Regions from separate parts of the Mus musculus genome. Here region 2 is linked to region 1. A link is a contact called in public promoter capture Hi-C data. All regions are on one chromosome and are shown on one strand. The core of a region is the stretch at or near the end of the contact, and the rest is flanking DNA. Distances in the headings are between cores, read along the strand shown.

The links. Capture Hi-C pulls out chosen DNA fragments and counts their contacts.
Region 2: a contact with region 1 is called in a promoter capture Hi-C map of liver, with 4 times the contacts expected there. The contact joins two enhancer-like sites.

What each region holds. Positions count from the first base shown.
Region 1 is chr7:46,983,419-46,990,487 of GRCm38.p6, reverse strand. It overlaps Gm9999 (predicted gene 9999), which reads right to left. Exons shown (of 5, transcript NR_033461.1): 2 at 6,670-6,906; 3 at 6,106-6,207; 4 at 3,442-3,479; 5 at 2,685-2,799. It overlaps Spty2d1 (SPT2 chromatin protein domain containing 1), which reads left to right. Exons shown (of 6, transcript NM_175318.4): 6 at 1-92. Among named protein-coding and RNA genes, the nearest start is that of Gm9999, 10 kb to the right of the region's middle. Within about 2 kb of position 4,212, at least 63 of the 459 cell types and tissues checked have an H3K27ac peak or open chromatin away from gene starts, as enhancers often do. A contact at or near this core is called in liver, where this site is marked.
Region 2 is chr7:49,421,311-49,428,379 of GRCm38.p6, reverse strand. All of the region lies in intron 6 of Nav2 (neuron navigator 2), which reads right to left. Among named protein-coding and RNA genes, the nearest start is that of Gm51447, 13 kb to the left of the region's middle. Within about 2 kb of position 4,254, at least 10 of the 459 cell types and tissues checked have an H3K27ac peak or open chromatin away from gene starts, as enhancers often do. A contact at or near this core is called in liver, where this site is marked.

The sequences.
Region 1 (7,069 bases), core at 2,963-5,462:
ACCTGCAGAAGAGTTTACTTTTGCATATACAGGTGAATGTTTTGCAATTTATGTATACAAGAAATTGTAGGCATTAAAATATTTTATTGATATTTTTACTGGTTTTCATTTATTGGTCAAAACTAGAAGCTATTCCTTATCGCCTGGAACACCGTGCTAGCTAGGAACCTCTATAGGCTTACTAGGTTCTAAGGTGAGGCTTGTCCCTTGGACGCACTCCTGCTTGTTGCCTCTTACATACCTGTGCCTGGCTACCACTGATTTCCCCTGTACCTTCCCACCTCAGCCAGAATACCATTGTGTCCTCAGACACCAAGACACCTCAGCCGTTAAGAGTACTCTTGTTATCCTTGTAAAGGACTCGAATTCAATTCTCATCATCCATACGGTGGCTCAATGCCAGTCCCTAGGGCTCTGACACCCACTTCTAATCACCAGTACCATGCAGGCAGAACACTCAAAACATAAAATCTCAAAACAAAACAAACCTGGACGTAGTTAGAGCCATGGAATCTAGCTTCGTGACTTGGGGTTTTGAAGGTTTATTCAAATGGAAAAGAAACAGCAGAGCTGATATTTAATTCTTCTTGTCAGAATTATCAGTTCAGATTCTCTCTAACAAGCTTGAGGAGCTGGAGAAATGGCTCAGTGGTTAGAGCATGCTCCCTGGACAACCTTCAGCACACACACAACCAGATGAGCACCATACACCCACGTGTAAGCCCAGCTCCAAGGATGGCAGGACAGGAACTGGGGCTTGCTGGCTTCTAGCCAAGCCTGGGGAAAAAAGCCCCCAGCTTCTGAAGACAGCTTACCTGGAAAGCAAGGCAGTGATAGAGGACACCCAGTGCATTCTGGCCTCAGTACAAGCACAGAGACGCACGTGGACTGACATGGTGGGTGATGACAACAAGACTAGATGAGTCCTTAGCAATGTCAGGAGATTAGCAGCCACACCCATGCATGCAGGGAATGTAGATAGCTACAGTGTGCTGAGTCTAGGTCATATGAGAAATGGAAGCTACACTCCCAAATCACTACGAATTACATGTGTGGATTTTCTATTCATTCTCCTTTCCATTGGCAGGGTAATCTTGGGGCCAGAGGATGAATTGATGTATAAAGTGCCTGCCGAAAAAAGGAGTCTCTGAGTTCAGAGTTGCAGCACATAAAAGGGAGGTATGATGTCAGCCATCTGTAAATCCAACACTTTGACAGTGCAGAGATGGGTTCCCAAGGCTCCCTGGCTGCCCAGTCTAATCAAGGTAGAGAATGAGAACACCAGGCACTGACTTTTGGTCTCCACACAGGTGAGCACATAAACACACTCTGAGTGCAGACCTCTTAAATGGTAAGAAGTCCAAAGAACAGAGTTTTTCTGTGTAAACTACAGGGCTACTTTGCTGGGGCAGATCTGTTCTCTTAAACAGTGGGACCAGATATTTATCTTACCTCCCCCCACCTCCATCACACTCGTCTCAGTTTTAGAGAAAGATCTTAGGGCTCAGACTCCTGATTAGCTGCTTAGATCTCAAAATTAGGCTCCCAGCCCTGAACTTAAATTCACTGGATCATATTGAGAGCTGGTTAGGGTTTGCTTCTATATATCTTCTCTTTTAAAGGATCATCAGAGGTCTAGAGATGGCTCAGATTAAGAGCAGGACCTACCCAAGAGCTCTTGCACAGAGGACCTGCTGTACCCACGTTTGGCAGCTCACAATCACTTTAAACTCCAGGGGAACCAGAGACCTGTGTATAGCTGTCCTTCAATGCACAGGGCATGTCTTTAATCCCAGTGCTTGTAAGACAGAGGCAGGTGGAGCTCTGAATTCACGGTCAGCCTGTTCTATAGAATTCCAGGACAGTAAGAGAAACCCTGTCTCTAAATATCAAAAATAAATAATAATAAAAGTAAATGTTTTAAAAGGAGTTTTGGGGGGCTGGTGAGATGGCTCGGTGGGTAAGAGCACCCAACTGCTCTTCCGAAGGTCCAGGGTTCAAATCCCAGCAACCACATGGTGGCTCACAACCATCGGTAACGAGATCTGACTCCCTCTTCTGGAGTGTCTGAAGACAGCTACAGTGTACTTACATATAATAAATAAATAAATAAATCTTAAATTAAAAAAAAAAAAAAAAGGAGTTTTGGGCAACTTCTTTGTTTTGTCTTGTTTTTCCAGGGGAGGGAGGTAATTAGGCAGCAAGTGCTGTTTGACCATTGCGTTAGTTAGCACATAAGGCATGGGTGGTGTTCCTGGTGAAATCCTGTGTCTGAATCTCCTGTGTTGGCAAGCAAGACGCCTGAGCCTCTTCGCTTCTTTGGTCACTTGGTAAAATGAGGCCAACACCCAGCTTTAATGGGTTCAGGTGAAGATTAAAAGCTCACTTTAGCATCTCAAATTGGAACGAGTCATCCACACACAGATCCCCTTGCCCCTCTTCATCCCTGCACAGGGTAATTTTTACCTCTGGACCCTGGACTTGGAGTATATTATTTGGAAACTGGGCCTAAAAATCATTAAGATTACAGAACAAGGGGCAATTTAAACTAGTTGTCTCAGTCTTAGAGGCTCCAACAAACAGAATGTGGCCATCTCCCATTCATGCCCACCTGCCCACTCGCCCTCATTCTCTATTAGAATGTTGCTTTTGTTCTTAAAAAGTGTGGTAACTACACAGAATATGACAAAATAATGTGCGATTACTTTATGCGAAACCTACAACAGGAACTGTGCAGTTGGGTGATCTTCACAGCTGCATTGGTTCACCAGGGTCATCTTTGTTTACTTCCAGAGGGGTCTGGGGGGGAAAAAAGCATATGTCAGGAGGCTCTAGCATTGCTTAGGTGTGGAGCAGTCTGATCCTGTTAGCAGGAGGTGCTCGGCCCTGTGGGGATCTGACAGAGTGCAGAGATGTCTGCCACCAGGACCACTGGTAGGTTTGCAGAAGTGGGCTGATCTCGAAAATAATGCTGCCAGCTAAACATTTTAAACATCCTGTCAGCTTTACAGACATTAATGTTGACCCTGGGTCACAAATACTCTCTACCTCCATTCTTAAATAAATATAAGAAAACACATGGGAAGCTGAGGGTGTGTCTCAGACAGTAGGTGCCCACCATGCAGGAGGCCCTGGTCGGATCCCAGCACCACATAATCTCAGCAGTCAGGAGCAGTCAGCAGGAGGACCAAGGCAGCCTTGGTTCCATTGCTCGTTCATCCTGGGCTGTGTGTGAAAGAAACCTGGCAAGCTCCCAGTTCTGAGTAGCCCACAGTAGGAGGAGGTAAATTACTGGGAACTTTTTCTCAAAAAAAAAAAAAAAAACTGGAAAGAATCTGTTTCTAAAGTCACTAAGGGTTAGATTGTCATGCTTCCTGTGTTAATGCTGGGGACTCACCAGCAGTAAAGAAGTCACTTACAGCAGTAAAGAAGTCCACTTACCCCTCCTGGGGGATATTTATATCCCTTCCACATCGTTCCTGCAATGAGAACCATCCATAAGACAACGATCATTCTGGGCCGCCTTGGCTGCTGGTGGCGGGCTGGTTATTGGAAGGCCTGGATCTATCTGCAGAGTCCTGGGGATCCCTGGCTTCATTCCAGACCAGATGGTGGGTGGCCCAGCATGGCACTTCCTGACTGGTGAACTTTGAGGTCTAGTCTAAACTAAAATGGCCATTTTGAGAGGCCAGACTCAGACACTAATTGTGACATCAGTTCCTATGACATGGGGAGTTGGGGGGCTCAAGGGTTAGAGCGGCCAAGGCTGGCCAGGATGTTAGGTTTGTTTGGATGAAAGAAAGTTGGAAAAGGAGCTACCCCCACTCCTGTTTAGAACCTTAATAAGCCATTTACACAAGCTATGTATTTGCTTAAACTATTCAAGACAGAAAAGGATTGCTGTGAATAACAAATCAGAACCACCTGGGTTGATCTGGGGGCCATGTAGGATTAACAAACTAAGCAGACAGCAGTTTAGCTATTGTTAAGCTATCCAAGGAAGAAAAGTCTTACATTTTGTGAAATGATACCCAGCCCCCATCTTGCTGCCTTAAACCTCCTAGAAACCTCCCTGGGAAAGGAGCAAAAAGAAGATAGGAGCTGCTGCTGGGGCTCTTTCACGGCTGGCACACGGGCTTAGAGTCACATAACTCAATAAACAGTGACTCAATAAACAGATGGCACTTCTTCCGTTACACCCGCACAATGTGATCCTTTGAACCAGTGGGGCTGAGGGAGAGCCAAAGACCAGCAGCTACCATCTCCTGCTTTTACTATACCTGAGGCTGGGGCTACCATCCCCTGCCTTCTGGGGTACTTTCCCCCCAAATCCTTCTACTTTTGATTCAGCATGTTAAGACTATGAAGAGTAGTCTTTATTTATAAATGGCACTGCTCTAAATAAAATAAAATAATCTGAATGAAATGGTTGGATGGCTGGAAGCCCAGACCAGGGGTTGCTGAAAGGGTGTCGCCCTCTGTTCCCCGTGGGAGGAGTGTGAGAAACACTGAGGTCTGGCTCAAACCACACACACACACACACACACACACACACACCAATGAGGTGATTGTGCAATGTTGAGGGTGGCCCAACCACTGTCACCAAAGTTCACTGACAGGTTCTCATTTTCACTTAGTGAAATTTGTAGGGGCTGGAGAGATGGCTCAGCAGTTAAGAGCACTGACTGCTATTCGAAAGGTCTTGAGTTCAAATCCCAGCAACCACATGGTGGCTCACAACCATCCGTAATGAGATCTGATGCCCTCTTCTGGTGTGTCTGAAGACAGCTACAGTGTACTTACATATAATAGATAAATACATCTTTTAATAAAATAAATAAATAAATAAATTGTAGTTCACTAGTTTTCAAGCTTTGCACTAAACACCTTACATAGATTCCCAAATGTGACCTTCACAAAAATAGTGAAGGATCAAAATATCTCCAGTTGTACCAGTGAAGAAATGGACTTTCGGAAGATTTTAAACCTCTCAAGTTCTCTCAGTCAGTTGCAAAGTTAGGGCTTAATCTCAAGTTTATCTTAATTCTTGTTTCACAGACCTTCAGACAGACAGGCCATTTCATCCTGAAGTGACTTATGCAAGCTAATGCCAGCCATTTAAAACTCTAAGAGTCTTTTTTTTAATGACCAGATCAAGAGTGGGCTTGTGCCTCCAAAATGTCTCTTAGTGCCCAAGCTCAGGTGTCCAGTGTTTTTAAAGACAAACGCCACAATTGCATCAGTAGGGGGGCCGATCACATCAGTGATTTGGAGTAGCCTAGTAACATGTTTTCTTGCAAAATTCAGCACTGTTTTCCAGATACCAAATGACAATTATCTTTGATTTGCATGGCCTCTTAGTTATTTTAGTTTTATGTTTTAGCTTGCACAAGCATCAGGGTTTTTTTTTTAATATGTCTAGGCCATGTTTAGGGTTACAAAGGTGTTGCCAAGACAGATGCAGCTGCTGGTTGGGTGGGTAGAAGGCTAAGAAGTATCTAAGCAGCTGCAAAGGAAAGTTATGACAAGATGGCAGTGCCTTTGTCATTTCAGTATGAGCCATCTATGGTGGCACATGACTGTAACACTAACACTCAGGAGGCAGAGGAAGGTAGAGACCTCTGTGGTCGAGTTTGATGCTAGCCTGATCTATGTAGTGGGTTCCAGGGCTGCCAGGGCTGTGTCTCAAAAAAGAGAGAGAACAAAGACTCTATGTAGGAAGAGAAAGGAGATGAGGGAGGAGAATGAGAGAGAGTAAAAAGGCGGAGTAACAGGATCAAAGTCTCATATACATGGATATGTAGATGCCCTTAATATAATTGTTATTACACATGCGTGATAAAATAGCTTATATGGTTAACATACACTAATATGGTTTGAGAAAGAATGGGAGTTGTTCAGAAGGTGCCTGTGAGGCACCGTTATTGACAGACTGCCCATCCTCAGTCTGCTTGCCCCAGCAGTAGCCCCCAGGCTTCTTCCCTTCCCTGCATCCCCAGCCATCCCCCTTCTATGGTTTGCCTGTTTCCCACAAGGGTAAAACTTCCCCCTGAGCCTGCACGGTGTTGGAGCATTGTGTGGCTCAAAGGACCCAGACCAACAGACCTGACTCACTCATAGCAGCAGCTCCTCCTCCAAAGCTTGGATCCTTCTTCGTGCCTTGTTCTCCTGACCAGGCAACCTCTCTTTCCACTTTAGAGTTGGAGGCTGAGTCAGAAAGAAAATTACGGGTAGACATGCCCCACTCATTGATGCCAAGGAAAGTCGCTGTGCGTGGTGATTGGGGAGAGACTACTCAAACTATACCCCCAGCCCGATGTCCCTAATAGAAACTCATCTACTTGGTTTAAGTTAGTCACCGTGTTCAGTGTAAAACGCTGTAAAAACAAAACAAAAACAAAAAACAAAAACACACAAACAAACAGAATGAAAAATGTCATAAAGCCTGGATACAAGTGACATCTAAGCAGAAGTAGGGGACACTAACCCCTCCAAAGAAGAGTGCCCTAAAAGATGAGGAGAATATACTGGCTTCGTTCTGTCACATCCTGACTTCCAATTAGTGGTAAAAACCCTTTCCTACTTGGTCAGAAATCCCAGATGGGATGTGAGGCAGAGCCAGACCTAGGAATGAGAGATCCAGATCAGGGATGCAAGGCTGATACTTACCATCGCCTCTGGAAATGTGCCCATGTAGGTCGCAAGGCCAACAAAAAGCATCCAGCCCAGCACGATCATCACCAAAAGAAAAATAATTTCTGAGCCTCAATCACACGGTAAGGGACTGTTCGCCAAGATCTTGGCAAAGGAGCGAACTCATGAAACTTTCAGTTGACAGACTGTCGCATGTTAGTTCCATTCCTTGGTTCCAAAGGATCTGAGACTCTCTAATGAAGAAGCTGGAGTCTAGGGAGGCATTGTGACATCATTGGTCATGTGACTTGGATTCACTATGTCATAGGTACTTGGGCCATAAGTTCTTTGTGTACATTAATGCACAGCACTACCAAAAAGTAGGAACTATTGTTATAAATAACCCCATTTCACTAGTGAGAAATGAAGGTTCAGA
Region 2 (7,069 bases), core at 3,005-5,504, 2.4 Mb before region 1:
CTGTTGGAGGAACGGAGATGAAATGTCTTGGATTTGACTACGGGATCAATGGGATAACATGGGTGAGAATTCCCGTCCTAGGATACATGTTTAGTGTGGACAAGCCACTCCCACCCCTGCTGCCCATATGCCCTTGGTTTGATTGTGGAGCAGATGGACTTAACACAATACAAAGCCATCCTGGCCCATAAGAAAGCCTGTGTCTGAGCCCAGCATGCCTAACACATGATTGACAGACAGAATAAGGTCATCACCAGGGCTAGAAACCTTCAAAGCAGAGACAGGTTTCTTCGATATAAGGCCTAAAATGACTTGCTCTCACAGCAGGCTGGGTTTTGCTTGATGAGTGGTGCCCCCTACAGGAAGCATGCGAAACAGGCCTTTGAGTACTCTGCGGCCATAAGGAGGACTGCAGAGCAAGACTTAACCAGTTCACAACTTAGCTGAACTTGTGAGAGACATCATCCCAAGTACACGGGGAGGGGGAGTGGGGAGAGTCAATGCAAATGTCACCGAGGGTACCTTTGCACGCTTTTCTTCCCTCCCAACTGTCCTTCCTTCCTTGAAACAGAACCGAGTTCTAGAGTGTAAGTAACGCCGCTGAGGATAGAGTACATTTGGGATGGATGGATGGATGGATGGATGGATGGATGGATGCCTTTACAGGAGGTGGGGCTTAAGGAAAGGTCACATATTATGGGGTTTACCAGTAACTTTATCCAAATCACAGAAGCACTTCCAGAACCTGCATAAATCACAGTCTCCCTCCTTTATCTGAGAAAATCAGTTCAGAGGTTTACAAACATCACCAAGGCTGTCTGCTGAAACCTAACATGTGGCAGCCAGAACAGGGCTGATCTGACTGCCTGAACACCTCTGGGGGCCAGAGACCTCCCCTCCCAAAAGATTTATCCATCCAGCTGGGAGAAAACAGAAACAAAAGCCCTTTATATTTATTTTTTAATGGGGATCCAAGAGTTGTTTCTCTGTTTTATTAACTTGTGTGTGTGTGTGTTTGTTCTTTTCAATGCCCATGTTCTAAAACATCCCAACTATTGTGTGAGCAAATGGGTAAACACAATAAAGGAGACCCTGCAAATTTTGTGGGTCTCACCTTTGAGGCCCCCCAGCCCAGAAGCATACATCTATGTGTGGCATCTAAGTTTCTGCAGAGGAGTAAGTACCGACTCTATTGGTTGATTTTTTACTTGTCTCTCTCACCAGACTGTAAGTCCCACTAGGGCAAGGCCTGGCACCTCTCTCTACACTCTAGACTATCAGTGACTATTCTGATGCTTAATACAGAAGAGACTTTGCACAAATGACCTTAGACATGTCCCGGAACATGAAGGGTGTATGATCAAGAGTGGGGCTGTTAACCATACTGCTTTGTCTCATTTGAAATTAGTCACCCGCGAAAAACAAATAAAATCTAGCAAACCTTTCCAGTTAGTAAAAAATCCACTCCTGCTAGCAAAGATCTCTTTCCTTAGGATTCATCCTTCTCCTTGAATCCCACGGCTCAATGCCCACCTCAGGGGGAGTGAGTGACAGCTAAGAGGAGGAGGGGCTTAGTTCAGCAGCTCACCTAGCTACTCACCTGGGGGAGGGGGGTGAGTGACAGCTGAGAGGAGGAGGGGCTTAGCTCAGGCCCTCAGTCAGTTCCTTGTTACTACAGACAGAATTTTTCCTCCAGGCCACCAGGACCTTACTGAACATACTTAGCCGTTCTTGGGTCTACAGTCACCCTCCCAAGTGGAGGAAAGAAAGCAGGGAACCTATGCCTGGACGGGAACATCTAGACAATCGAAGCATCTTTACACTTCTAACAGGGTACCTTAGTTCAATGGTTAAGAGCATTGAATGCTCTTCCAGAGGACCCAGTTTTGATTCTCAGCACCACAAGGCATTTCACAACCATCTGTAATTTAGTTCCAAGGGCTCTGATACCCTGTTCTGGCCTGTGCCAGCATCGAGGGACGCAATCTGCACACAGATATACACATAGGCAAAAATACCCATATTTATAAGACAAAAAAAAAATTTTTTTTAAAGTTAAATTAAGAAAAAAGAATGCTAGACAGAGATGAGATGTAGCACAAGACTTAGACAGCAGAGGGCAGCAGAGGCTCACTGTCGTGGGCTACTGAAGCAAGATGGTTGTGTGAATTTTGTTTTGTTTTGTTTTCTTTCTTCTCTCTCTCTCAAAGCCTCGCTTTTCCCAAGCTGAGTCTCTATAGGCTGAGGGCCTTGCAACCCAGTTGTCATTTCTGGAAAATACTATGATTCTCCCATCACAGTCAAGGCAACAGGCTCAGGACACAGAGGGACCTGCATCACCTTACAAAGAATTAGGCAGGCTACGGACGCTGATGCTTGAGCCTGCGTTATCATCCGCAAAGCTCAAAGAGCCTCTAAGCTACAGAAACAGGCATAGGCACTGCTGAAACCCAGCAGGAGCTCCTCGGGATCCCGGTGCACAACATCCTTCAGCATGGCCACTCACACAGGCACAACAGTCACAGACAGGCTTACCAACAATTGAGGCTACCTTCGCCAATACCTTAAAACGGATATTCTTGCTGCGACCCTTCACGTACTGCATCTAGAGGCTGTATCCCTCCCACACCAGGCTGGTGTTCTAAAGAACATCTTATCTGATAGGTTGGTTTCAGCCCTAGAGAGTCTGTCTTCTGCAGAGAAGGGCTCAAGTGCCTTCATGAGATGCCCATCACCAAGTACCAGCTGTGGCTGGACTAGAGGTTCACAGCTCAGTTGCCCCTCTCCCCTCTTGCAACGTGAAGACAGGCCTTCCATGTCCACAGAGGAGTTCATTTCATTTACTCCAAAATAAATTTATCTTTAAATGTAGATGAATACTGTCAAATACACAAGTTAGGAGGAAAAAAATGTTTTTAAAGAATATTAAAATGGAATGAACCTAGCCTTGCAGATCAAACTGCGGTAACCCTGACTAAGAGAGCACCCAGATGCCTAAGTGTATTCCCCTGCTAATGAAGCTTAAAATGAAATAGAACTCATGTACATGGGATGCTCTCTGCCTGACAAACAGGGGCAGGAGAAGCACTGGACTGATGACCTGCAGATCACACGCACAACAGGCACTCATCTCACACCCCAACACAGACTAAACCAAATTCGCATTTTGTCTTCTCATCCGACTCAGTTTCCTTTCCTCCTTCTCATTCTTCCTGCTCCCCAAAGCAAGGACAGCGTTCAGCGAAACCGTAAGCTGGTGTGCTGATTTGGTAGCACGTCCATATTGCAGAAAAGGCAAACCTGGCCACACAACCGTCTTGTTTCCATGAGAAAGGGTGAGCCCAAGCGCCACCATTCATAGCCTTACACACACCCAAGGGCTTTCCTGCCCCCTCTCCCCAGGGCTTTCCCGAATTCTGCAGCAGATAAGAAAATGGCCCCCAAAGACAGCCAGAGAAAACACACCAGACATAATTTTGTTCCCCTTGATGGTTGGCTTTTGTTTAATCCTAGTGTTAAGGACAAAAGCTGGAGTGTGAGGCTTTCATAGTTCTCCCTGGTGTCTGCTCTCCTGGGCAGAAAGAGACTCCAAACTCTTTAAGAGCCACGAGCACAAAGAACTGACTAGGGAAAGCTGAAACCCTCAAAGCACTCCTGGCCTTCTGCTACCATAGACACCACCTTGCGTACCTGCAGCCCAAGTAAGGGGTCAAACCCCAGCTCCTTGTTTTCTATGAGCTCAGCTGGCACAAGAAAGAATGAGAACATTTTAAAATAAAATACAACAATGACTTGAAGACTGGCAAGGTAAAAAAACACAAAACCAAAGTTGGCTTTGAAGTCCCTGGCTGTCAGTGAACCCAGTTATCAAGTGCTGGCTCTGAGAATAAATTTAAATATAGCTGTGATAAAATGGATATAAAATTTTCATGGCTCCCCATTTTTGAGCTCCTGCTGCATGCTGGGCTTGACTTGGGGGGTATGGAACAGGGGGGGGGATGGGTCTCACTACCTATAGTCACCCCTGTAACAGTAAGTCATCAAATTCTCGCTGAGAGTTACAGGGCAATTAGAAAATGGTGTTTCTCGTGACGTGCATCTAAGAACACAAGGCTAAGAAGAGTAAGGGTTTTCCACCTTTACAGCTTGAGGATTATAGGAATCTCAAATATAAACTCAGAAGCCAGAATCGAAAGGGCAAAGTGTATGAAGTCCAGGGTCTATATTTGCATAGCCACCTTGAAAGCTGACCGACTGATAGTCCATCATCAGACCTTGAGAAACAAGCTCTCTTTCACAGTAATCTAGGTGTATGTGTGTGTGAGAGAGACAGAAAAGTAGAAAGGAGACTATGGAGGGGAAGAAAGGGAAGAGAGGGTAATGGGAGATAGTATGATAGGTAACTCGGAAGAAGGGACCAGAAAGAGGTAGACACAGTACAGGAAAAAACAGTGGGGTAGCTGGATGCTAGTACATTGGGGCTGGAGAGGTAGCTTAGCAGGTAAGAGCACTGACTGCTCTTCTAGAAAACCCAGGCTCTATTCCCAGTATCCACAAGGTAGCTCACAACCACCTTTAATTCCAGTCCTAGGTGATCTAATTCCCTTTCCTGGCTTCCTTAGGTACTGCACAAATGTGATATACAGGAACACGTGCAGGCTGAATAACCATACACACAACATAAAAATAAAGCTTTTTAAAAAAAGAATTTGCACTGATCCATACACACACACATACACACAACACACACACACACACAGAGCCCTACCTTACAATGAAGCCCATCTCTTTTTTTTTAGTTTAGTTTATTATTTTAACTATGTGTATATGGGCTTCTGTGTTGGTATGTACACATGTGAATGTGGATTCATGTAAAGTCCGGAAGGTGTTACCTATAGGCAGCACGTAACCAGAGTCACACTTCTGGAAAGTGTCAAGGCTAGAATTCAAGTGTAGTCATCTCTCTTCCGAGTATTTGCCTTGTCTTTAACTGGAGGCCAGAGTCTTCCACAGACATTCGTAGTCCAGCCCCGGGGATGAGTTTGGCTTTGTAGCTGGCCAGGTCTTTTCCTCTTCCAGGGCCTTGTGAGGACTTTGAGTGTGGTAGTTTAACCCAGCCTGATAGATTAGCCTGGTCCATCTGCACACAGAGCTCTGTCTCTAGACAACCTTCTGGAGCATAGTTGAGATGCTACAGTGGCCCCTGGTCCAGCCCGACCCCACCCCACAACCATAATGGATTGCAGCCCAGAGATCACGATATTTTTGCAGCTGCTTCCCAGAAATGACAGTCATCCTCTGCTCTCTCTGTCCAGGGTCACAGTTCCAGAATGACCAACAAGGCTTAACCATCACTATGGCAACCTTGGGCAGATCCACTACAGAGCCTGCAAAAGTGAACCCAGCAGATCTGTTCTTAGATTGACACCCAGATCAACACTAGAAGTTTTTTTTTTAGAGCAACACACTCCTTCCTGGGCTACCGTCCTAGTATTAAGGGAAAGCAGTTGGAATAGCTTCGGACTCCTCCCCAAAGCTGAATGGGTTCTTACTCCTTTGTGCTCAGGACTCAAGCACCTCTGCTATGGCACACATGTGGAACTACACTCCATGTGCCTCTGCAAAGCAGCATCTTAGCCCCTTAGTTCCCACAACCAGCCTGATGCTAGTCCCATCCCAGTCTCTACAGGAGCAAATGAAAGAAAGAGAGGTACCACAATATTCTCCTCTACAGGACTTAGAGTGCCAGGTTCCTTCCATCTACTAGACTCATAACGTCATGTCAGAATCCTGGTGTACAGCCCAACGCAGGTGATTATCTTACAGTCCTGTCTTCTAATCACTGACTCTGACTGTCACCAACCACGAAGTGACACGCTTACAGACACTCTCAATCAATGGACCCAGTATAACACGGACATGACGGAATGCTAGTCGTCAAACCCCATCTCCCGACCAGAAGAACAGAGCAAAGAGATGACACAGCTGACAAAGCCCAGAGGAGGAGGCCCACCAGGAAGGAGAACAGGTCTCACGTGAACAAGGCCCAGTCGCAAGGACAGCTGAGCATGTCGCGTAAGTTACAGTTCTTCAGTGATCTCACGCGTAGAGGATAAAGTGAGGCCGCCGGTTTTAGTCTCAAACCCAAAGGAGTTCTTACTATACCAGGCCATTGATAGTCACTGTAATGTCAATAAAGTAGGCCAGATTTATTTTAAGTTCAGCATCTTAAAACAATTTGTCTCATTTCAACCTTCACCCTTCCCTGCCTCTGTGACTGTAGCAAGTATCAAGCCTTTATTTTATATTATATTATTTTATTTTAGGTACATGTCAGTTTCACCCTTTTAAAGGGGGAATAAATGAGGTTGTAACATGAGCAAAACTAAGAAGAAAATAGCTTTTTCATTTGAAGTAAAACCCCAAACATTTCTATATGCAAGTGTGTTGTATTTATATGGCTGTACTGCGGAAAGTTCTGGAAGGGTGTGCACAGTTTGGATTATACTAGTGCTTGTTAAGAAATATAAAAGAACTTTAAAAAAATATGTGCTCTTGTACTATTTTGCAAACAGATGTGACTTTTATATTCCAAGCATACATTTATGGTTTTTAAAAATATATTATTTAATTGTTTTATTTATGTGAATTTCTGTATGTGGGTATGTACGTCTGAGCACAAGCGTCCTGAGGCCAGAAGAGGGAATCAGAAGCCGTGGAGTTACAGGTGATTGTGTGCTGCCTAGCATGGGTGCTGGGGATTGGAACTTGAGTCCTCTGCAGAAACCACATCTGTCTCTCCAACTCCTCCAAACACAATTGTAATAAAGAAAGCCACTTAGGCATGGGGAAGTAAAGAAGAGGTGTGGGGTACGACTCAGTGACATGTTTGTCTAGTACGTTGAGGCTCTGGGTTTGATCTCCAGCACCCGAGAAGTGAAACTAATAGATGAAAAGGCTACACACGTTAAACAAAAGCTCTTGATGTTTGAGTGAAAGACACCAAGGGGCAGGATCACATAGATGTGGCTGATCCACATACTCTGGATTAGACTTTAGTACTGGTTTC